Regions from separate parts of the Sus scrofa genome. Here regions 2 and 3 are each linked to region 1. Evidence: chromatin contacts called from public HiChIP or PLAC-seq data. All regions are on one chromosome and are shown on one strand. The core of a region is the stretch at or near the end of the contact, and the rest is flanking DNA. Distances in the headings are between cores, read along the strand shown. Region 1 holds the start of POLD4 (DNA polymerase delta subunit 4). Region 2 holds the start of TMEM134 (transmembrane protein 134). Region 3 holds the start of RPS6KB2 (ribosomal protein S6 kinase beta-2).

What was found. HiChIP or PLAC-seq counts read pairs in DNA pulled down with a chosen protein or histone mark.
Region 2: an H3K27ac HiChIP or PLAC-seq map of alveolar macrophages shows a contact between it and region 1. The contact joins the promoter of TMEM134 here to the promoter of POLD4 in region 1. A contact is called at or near these places in 4 of 5 promoter capture datasets (fetal liver, fetal skeletal muscle and liver), 15 of 47 Hi-C or Micro-C datasets (alveolar macrophages, blood, brain and 9 more) and 2 of 2 datasets of contacts at active chromatin or transcription factors (alveolar macrophages and skeletal muscle).
Region 3: an H3K27ac HiChIP or PLAC-seq map of alveolar macrophages shows a contact between it and region 1. The contact joins the promoter of RPS6KB2 here to the promoter of POLD4 in region 1. A contact is called at or near these places in 2 of 47 Hi-C or Micro-C datasets (embryonic fibroblasts and liver) and 2 of 2 datasets of contacts at active chromatin or transcription factors (alveolar macrophages and skeletal muscle).

What each region holds. Positions count from the first base shown.
Region 1 is chr2:5,159,468-5,162,433 of Sscrofa11.1, reverse strand. POLD4 (DNA polymerase delta subunit 4) reads right to left here and starts at 1,528. Exons shown (of 4, transcript XM_005660637.3): 1 at 1,188-1,528; 2 at 871-966; 3 at 547-658; 4 at 1-199. The coding sequence starts at 1,500. The coding sequence ends at 175. All of the region lies in intron 2 of LOC110259234, which reads left to right.
Region 2 is chr2:5,055,797-5,058,762 of Sscrofa11.1, reverse strand. TMEM134 (transmembrane protein 134) reads right to left here and starts at 1,510. Exons shown (of 7, transcript XM_021082746.1): 1 at 1,229-1,510; 2 at 207-271. The coding sequence starts at 1,402.
Region 3 is chr2:5,094,004-5,096,969 of Sscrofa11.1, reverse strand. RPS6KB2 (ribosomal protein S6 kinase beta-2) reads left to right here and starts at 1,379. Exons shown (of 15, transcript XM_003122462.4): 1 at 1,379-1,553; 2 at 1,900-1,940; 3 at 2,036-2,156; 4 at 2,422-2,490. The coding sequence starts at 1,476.

The DNA.
Region 1 (2,966 bases), core at 279-2,778:
GCCTGCTGGGGAGATGCAGGGCTGAGTGGCAGAGCTCTCCAGATTCAGCCTCTTTCCTTTCCTCTGAGACTCTTCCTGCCAAACTTCACAGCAGAGCTGAGCCAAGGGGCAGCAACTGGCACTGGCTTACGTCCTTAGGTTCTCAAGTAGCAGGCAGAGGTCTTAGGTGATGCTTCAAAGGGGGTAGAAGTGCCAGAGGCTGTGCCGGGGATGTGGGTGGAGGGAGAAACCAGAATCACTTAAGTCTCTTGATCTCATCTCACCAGCCCGGTCCTTGGCCAACCCCTCAGCACTAAAGAGTCCCTTGGGCCCTAGGAGAACCCCTCCTCCACCATTAGCTCAGAGATAAGAATTATTAAAGCGAGCTTCTGCTTCCTGAGCCATGCAACTTGTAGAACCTTCTCTCCTGCCCAGCAAGGACCTCCAAGGTTTCCCCTATTTCTCCCTCAGGTCAGAATAGCTCCCATCATGGGAGAGGGGTGCAGGCTGGTGGCGTCTGGAGAAGTCCCTGGCTCCCCTGAAAGCCCTCCCAAGCCTGTCTCTGACCTGCACTGGAAGCGGGGATCCCCGGGGTGAGTCTGCAGCACCTGGCGCACTTCTGGCGGTGGCGCCAGGCCCATCTGCTCTGCCCGATGCCAGCGCTGCAGCCGTGTGATCCCTGCCGGGTGTAGAGAAGACAGTGGGGGCTCGTGGGGAGCAGAAAAGAGTCCCTGCTAGAGGATGTGTGTGGAGGGGTGTGTCGGGACCTCCACACCCCCAGTCTCTGGAGACAGTGCCCAGAGGGTCAGGCAGGGGCTGGGGCTGCTTGAGACACGTGTGGGTGGCTGGACTGGCTCCAGAATGTGCTCTCCGGGCTTGAGGGACTCTCACCTGTGCAGGGCCCATACTGCCAGGCCAGGTCAAACTGCCTCAGCAGCTCCAGCTCCGCTTCATCCACGCTCGGGGGCGGGGGCTCGGGCTCTTCCTCTGCAATGACATGCCACTCCTCAGGCCTGCCCAGGCTTGTCCCCTGCCCCTCACCTCACAGCTGACCCACTGTTCCCCAGCCCTCACCACCCCTCTGCCTCTGCTGTCCGCTGCCAGGCCTGATGTAGGACACAGAGGACACACTTCACTTCCCCGGCCATTGCCCACGTCCTCTCAGGTCCCTCGCACCCATCCTCCCACCCCCCCCACACCTCAGAGACCTAGCTTCAGTGCCAGCTCCCCCTTGCTGTGCCCAGCGGGGCCCTCCCTCCTCTTCACTACTGGGTAGGAGTCAGTGATGAGCCGCTTCCGGCCCATGGCGGCCACCCAGGCAGGCGGAGAAGGAGGCGACTGCGGGGAAGAAGAGACAGGCCAGCGGGCACGAAAGAGACAGCTGCTGAGAGAGGGAGAGAGGGCTGGGGCCAGAGAGCGAGCCTGGGGCCAGCGACGGGTGGGCAGACAGATGACCCAGACCGGCAGAAAGGAAGTCCGAGGGTTCCAGGAATGACGCCTCTCCCCCACCCCCACAAGCATGCAAACAGCAAGGACCTCAGCCAATGGCAGGCCGCCTCGGCGGGGCGGGGCCTGGCTCCAGCCAATGGCGGGTGGCGCGGGCAGAGGGGGCGGGGCACCTGATGCAGCTGTGTTCTGGGGGGAGCAGGGGTGAGGCCGGGGTGGGGGACCTGTCACGACGCCCCAGACAGCACCACCTCCCCCTGCCCCACCCCCCCACTGGTCTGCAGTGGGTCTCGGGGGACTAACCGAGCGTTATCCTCAGCCTCTCACTTCCCGTTTTCCCTTCCTAGGCAAATGTTCTTTCAGCCTCGCTAATCCCCGTGGCCGGTTTGTAACTCCCCAGACTTCCACTCCCGCCCCTTGGCCCGCAGTGCGTTGTGGGGGCAGGTCTGGAGGTCCGGAGAGAGTCTGGGCTAATCCAGACCCCTTCCCTGCTCCCACCCCTCCCCCAACCGGCCCCTGGAGACCTGGCTGGAGAAGCCCGGGGGTTCTGAAATCTCCTTTCTCACGGTTGGCACCCAAGGACACTGCCCACACTTGGTCTAGGCAAGTGCTCTCTCTCCTGGGGTCCCACAGCCTGCCTCTGCCCACCCTCCTTGTCAGCAAGATTCCACACTGCTCAGGAGGCCAGATGTGTTTGGATTCCCAGTCCTTCATCAGTAAACTCTTTCCCAGTGTGAGAGTAGGAGCAGAAAATACCAGCAGTGAACCTGACACTTATGTGGCTCTTACAGTGTGCCGGGTGCTGTTCTAGGCACTTTCCCACTTAGTCACGCAACAAAAACAAACAGGAATGGTTCTTGAAAGTAGGAAGTGCTGATAGCCACAGGCATTATGGGGCCCCAGTGAAACCCCAGGAGCTCACAGGCTAAAGGGCAAGCAGATGGACTTACAGATCACAGTGCAAAGATAAAAGTCCTAACACACAGGTGAAGGGGGAAGGGTGGGTCAGAAATAAGTTGGCCCACAAGTCGGCTTAGCCCTGGAAGACCTCCTGGAGGAGGTGGGCTGCTGTGAACAGTATCTCTCAATTCTCCATCCATGACCTTTGTCCCTTGGGTTCCTCTCCTCGCTGACTCACCCCTAAACCCGCCTCCTCCTCGCCAACTTCCTGGCAGCAGGCAAAAGTGCTGGCCAGTGGGAGCCTGGGAATCAGAGCAGGGACCGGGCCAGCTCGACCTGCCCTCTCAAGAGCCCATCCACTCTTCCTTGCAGGGGTGCAGGGGCTGCCCAGAGGCTTCTGCCTTCACTGTCTCCCACTGCTCTGGGGTCTGGGGCTCTGCCTGCGCAGGAGAGGGAGGAGCAAGAACAGGCCGCTTCTTCAGGGCCTCCTCCCCCGGCTCTCCCCGTCCCTTCCTCAAGGAGGGACGAGTGGAGGAGTGAGAGCAGGAGGGCCCTTCCCTGCTTTATTGTTCGGGCTGGGCTCGGTCTAATCCTCTCATCTGCCTCTTGGACCAAGTGGGGCCCACGCTGAGGGAGATGGG
Region 2 (2,966 bases), core at 261-2,760, 100 kb after region 1:
TGACTAGCGGCCAGACCTGGCTGGGGGTTTCTGCAGGATAAAGAGCCTGGTTGGGGTGGGGTGAGGCTGGCATTAGGGTAGGGTGCAGGACAGGGCCCCCCTCTTGTAGGACAGGATATGAGAGCTGAGTAAGGTAAGGAAGAGGACTGAGCGGGGGCCAGGGGCCTGGGCTAGGAGTTCGGGGTGGGTCCCCACCTGGCCCTGACCTGGTGCTGACTCCCCCATCCGGCTCCGGAGAGGCTTGGGCTCCATCCTCATCGTTCTCCAGGTTCTATTTCAGAACACAGGGCCCAGTGGGGTTACGAGGTTCAGGCCTTTCCTCACACCCCTCTGGTGAAGAAGGAAGCCAGCCCACACAGCTGTTTGCCTGGCCGCTTGACAGCTACTCCCTCCGCCCTGCCCTCCCCAGAGAAGAACAACGGGTTTGATGATTCACAGAAACTGAAACCCTGGTAGCAGGTGGGTGCTGGGGGTTTGGCAGGGAGGAGCCCGCAGGGGCTGGTGGAGGGCTCCCAGCATGGGTCCCAGGGCCCAGTGATCTCCCAAGCTTGTGAGTCACGGTGGAGATGTCAGGATGGTATTTCAGGGGTGCAGTATGGCTGCTCTGGATGTGGGGTGCCAGGGCAGGACAAGCCAAAAGTTTCCAGATTTGTGGCACAGCAATCTGGTCCAGGTTTCCAAGAAAAGCATTCTAGAGCTGGTGGAGAGTCTCTGGGAAAACGGGCATTTCCAGTTTAGCGGGAGGCAAGGCATCCGCCAGGACTCATCATGTGAGTGGGGGCCTCGGCTCTGGAGGAGAGGAAGGCACGGGGACTTTCAGAACAGAAGAGGGGGTGCTGGCTCCCTAGATTATCTGGCCTGGGGCTCAGGGGACTGCTCCTGAGTATAGACAAGGTTTGGTTCTGGTACAGAAGAGCTTCCAGTCCTGTAGGGTAAGGGGAGGGAGCGTCAGTACCCAGGATCGGTGGGGCATCCAGGATGGGATCTCTAGCTCGGGGTGGGGTATCAGCTCCCGAATCTGAGTTCTGGGCTCTCCAGTGGTGGCCGGGCACTGAAATCATAGCTACGAAAGTTTGGGCAGGGATCTGGATCAGTGGCCACGTCCGGGAGGCGATCTCCCACTCCGGCTGAGGCCTCTAATCAGATCCTCCCGAGTTGGGATTCTCCGGGGGCCGGCCTGGGGTCCGCCCAGACCCAGGTGTGGGGTGAGGTGGGCCGGGCCCTTCACCTGGTAGCGCAGGCGGGACTGCTTGTCCTCCTCGGCCACCTCGAACCGGGCCCGGCGCTCGAAGTGCAGCGGCCCGAAGCGGGCGACTCCGCCGGACTCGGGGCCGGGGCCCGCGTCCTCCAGGGACAGTTCGAAGGCGTCATCGATGCAGAACTGGGGCCGGGCGGCGCTCATGGCCCCAGCCCGCTCAGGCGCCCAGCGCCGTCGCCATCTGCTCCCGCCGGCCCCGCGTCGCCCAGGCCCCGCCCCCGCGCGCAGACCCCGCCCCGTGCTGTCGTCTAGGTTGCCCGACGGTCCGGCGCCCTGGCCGAGGCCCCGCCCTTCCATAACGGCCCCGCCCTCGGCAGGCTAGAGCTGCCGAGCGCCGAGCTGACTAGTGCGCAGGGCTGCCTCTCGTCCGGACTGGACTCGAGCTGGACTCGCGGCGCCGCCCAGCGGCCGCCTAGGCGAGCGACCGAGGATACGGCTCGGACGCAATCCTGGGCCTGTACGCGGGGCTTGGATGGGCTGCTACGCTCCAGCCTTCCGCATCCCAGCTCGCTCCTCGAGTGCCAAGGCGACTCTTAGGAACGGTTCCCCCACACTTACTCACCATGGCCCTGCTCCGGGGATGATTCTCGCCGCCGTACAGATGTAGCTTGTACTCTCCTCCAATATAGTTTCCACGCAGCAGCAGCTAAAGTGCTCTTTTAGACATAATGGATCCTTAGTTAGTCTTAAATAAAACTTTTTTTTTTTATTTTTTAAAGCATGCTGCCAAGTCACTCCTCTGCATAAAACCATCCCTTGGTTTTTCACTGTGGTTAGAATAGTATCTGAACTCTTGGAGGTCCCATTGTGGCACAGAGGAAAGGAAGCCGACTAGGAACCATGAGGTTGAAGTTCGCTCCCTGGCATCGCTCAGTGGTTTAAGGATCCAGTGTTGCCGTGATCTGTGGTGTAGGTTGCAGACGCAGGTTGGATCTGGTGTGGCTGTGACTGTGGCATAGGCTAGCAGTTACAGCTCAGATTCGACCCCTAGCCTGGGAACCTCCATATACCCTGGGTGTGGCCCTAAAAAGCAAAAATAAAGTCAGTTTCACGGAGTTCCCTTTGTGGTTCAGCAGTTAAACGGACTAGTAGCCATGAGGACTCAGGTTCAATCCCTGGCCTCACTTAGTGGGTTAAGGACCTGGTGAGCTGTGGTGTAGCTCGCATATGTGACTGGGACTGGTGTGGCTGTGGCTGTGGCTGTGGCCGGCAGCTACAGCTCCAGTTTGACCCCTAGCTTGGGAACTTCCACATGCTGTGGGTACAACCCTAAAAAGACAAAAAAGTAAATAAAGTCAACTTCATATCACACAGCACTTACCAGAAATTTATTTTATTTTTGTTTTTAGGGCTGTACCTGTGGCATATGGAAGTTCCCAGGCTAGGAGTGGAATCAGAGCCGCAGCTGCCAGGCTATACCACGGCCACAGCAACGCTGAATCCAGCTGCATCTGTGACCTACACCATAGGTTGCAGCAATACTGGGTCCCTAACCCACTGAGGCAGGCCAGGGATATAACCCATATTCTCATGGATACTAGTCGGGTTCTTAACCTACTGAACCACAACGGGAACTCCAAAATTAGCTGATTTTACACTGTCTTATTACTGGATCTGCCACACTCAGAACAGTTATTTGGCACTAGTAGATCTTCAGTGGATATTTGCGGAAGACTGTGTGCTTTGCCCAACTCCCAAATGCATGCAA
Region 3 (2,966 bases), core at 130-2,629, 65 kb after region 1:
GCTTGGGACCCTGAATTCTGAGTTCACGTCTAGCCTCCCTTGTCCAACTGGAATGCACATTCAGACAGCTTCCAAAATTCAGAACTCATCCAAGGCCTGGTCTGGCCCAATTCACAACCCCAGAACTCCACCCGACAAGAATCCATGCCTGAGGGAGTTCCTGTCGTGGCTCAGAATCAAATCTGACTAGTATCCGTATGGAAGCAGGTTCGATCCATGAGGAAGCGGGTGTGATCCCTGGCCTCGCTTAGTGGGTTAAGGATCTGACGTTGCCATGAGCTGTGGTGTAGGGCACACGTGTTTCAGATCCCATGTTGCTGTGGCTGTGACAGAGGCTGGCAGCTACAGCTCCTATTCAACCCCATAGCCTGGGAACCTCCATATGCTGCAGGAGCAGCCCTAACAAGCCAAAAAAAAAAAAAAAAAAAAAAGAAAGAAAGAAAGAAAAAGAATCCATGCCCAAATTTATTTTATTTATTTATTTTTTTGTCTTTTAAGGGCCACACCTGTGGCATATGGATGTTCCCAGGCTAAGGGTCTAATTGGAGCTGTTGCTGCCGGTCTACACACAGCCACAGCCATGCCAGAGCTGAGCCCCTTCTGCGACGTACACCACAGCTCAAAGGCAACGCCAGATCCTTAACCCACTGAGCGAGGCCACGGATCGAACCCACCACCTCATGGTTCCGCTGCGCCAAGACAGAACTCCCCGTGCCCAGGTTTAAACTTACAGACCAGATGTGGTGTGTTCACCCACTCACTGTAGTGAAGTTTTACTAAGCAACTATTCTGTACCGGGTAGCGGGATCACTAAATGTGCTGAAATTGGCAAAGAAGCAAACTCCAACACAAGCCCATGTTTACGGGTGGATCTACGAGATCCAAACCCTTTCCGGCAGGAATGTGGCAACAAAGCCCAGCAGTAAGCTGAGCACAGAGCAGTAAAAGCTCTGACCTGCAGGTCCTTGAGCTGGGAGGCACGTTAGGGAGACGTGATGCAAAGGTCGGCTCCCTTTCAGGGACCAACAGAGAGATATATTCGACCTGCCTCTCGCCACCGAGACAGCCTGGTAACGCAGGGTTCCAACAGAGCTGGGAATTGCACTTACACGCACACCTGCTTGCACTTCCGACTCTGCATAATCCAAACTCAAACTCTCCCTGGAGCCAAGATGGTCGCCCTCCAGGAGGCCCTAGTCGGGTGTTGCCCCAGGGGAGCTGTATTGGGAAGACTGAAGGGTCCTCGGGAAAGGGTTGTGCGGGCTTTGGCATCCCGGCACCCTGGAACTACCATTCCCGAGATGCCTTGCGACGGACGCCATCTTTTGCCCCGCAGGCGGGAGGGAGGGATGGCCTCCTGCGTCCCCGGCGCGCGAGGCCTCCGTCGCGGAGCGATGACGTAAGGGCTTCGGCCCCGGCCTGTCAGTCAGAGTGGCTAGGTACTAGCAGAGGGGCTCCGCCGGGCCCGCGCAGGTATGGCGGCGGTGTTTGACCTGGACCTGGAGACGGAGGAAGGCAGCGAGGGCGAAGGCGAGCCAGAGTTCAGCCCGGCGGTGAGTGACGCGCGGGCGCGGCTCGATCCCGGCCCGATCCCTTCACCCAGGCGGTGGGATACCTCGGGTTCCCTCGACCCAGAGGGGGCTCGGCTCCAGCAGACCTCGGTCTGTCTCAGATCCCAGGCACTGTTAAGCTCTGACCCTACTCTCACCCCGACCTGTCTGGCAGGACTCCAGCCCTGTCCCTGAGTCTCCCTTTCCTGCCCTCGCCTCTGCTCCCCAGTCCTGACCCATCGGATGCCAGCTCCCAGTCCTGACCCCTCCTCTCCTGGGCCAAGCAGTCCAGCCTCGGGGGGAGGGGGCCTGGCACCTCCCTTGGCTCTTACCCCTCGGTTTCTCACAGGATGCGTGTCCCCTTGCCGAGTCGAGGGCGGCTGGCCTGGAGTGAGTGAGGGTCGTGCTGGGGGAGGAGGGAATGGGCTGGGGAAAGGGACTTTAGGAGCACTGGAGCTCCCCCCATTGACTTCTTGTGTCCACAGGCCTGTGGGACACTATGAGGAGGTGGAGCTGACAGAAACCAGTGTAAACCCGGGCCCTGAGCGCATTGGGCCCCACTGCTTTGAGCTGCTGCGCGTGCTGGGCAAGGGCAACTACGGCAAGGTACTGGCCCTCCTTCCTCAGTGTTGCTGGAGCAAAGGGTCTCAAAACAAATTAGACTTCTAAAGCATCAGAGCCTGTGCTTGAACTCAGAGGTAAACAGGTCAAGGAGGGAAGAGTAAATCCTCTCCAATCAGGACTTCGGATCTTTACTGCCCCACCCTTGGGTGGGCCTAGGCCTCTGGTCCCAGTGCCAGAGCTTCGGGGTGGTGCTTTTGGAAGATAGGATGTGGAGAGGGAGGTTGATCCTGTCTCCCCTGCCCTGCAGGTGTTCCAGGTGAGAAAGGTGCAGGGCACCAACCTGGGCAAAATCTATGCCATGAAAGTCTTGAGGAAGGTGAGTCATTTCTTCAGCCCACAGAGCCTCACTGAGTGGCTGTCATTCCCAGTGCGCTCCGTGAACCCGGGGAGGAGATGGTTTTGCAGTAATTCTCAACCATGGACAACACTGCCTGCCTCCCAGGGACATCTGGCAATGTCTGTGTACATCTCAGAGTCATGAATAGAGAGGATGCTACTGGCATCCAGTGGGTAGAGGCCAGGAATTCTGCTAAATATCCTACAGTGCAGAAGATAGGAGTTCCCACCCTGGTGGCCTAGTGGGGTTAAGGATTGTCACCGCTGTGGCATGGGTTTGATCCTTGGCCCAGGAACTTCCGCAATGCCACAGGTACGTCCCAAGAATAAGACAGCTTCCAGAGTTCCCACTGTGGCTCAGTGGAAACGAACCCGACCAGTATCCATGAGGATGCGGGTCCGATCCCTGGCCTCACTCAGTGGGTTAAGGATCCAGCATCACCATGAGCTGTGGTG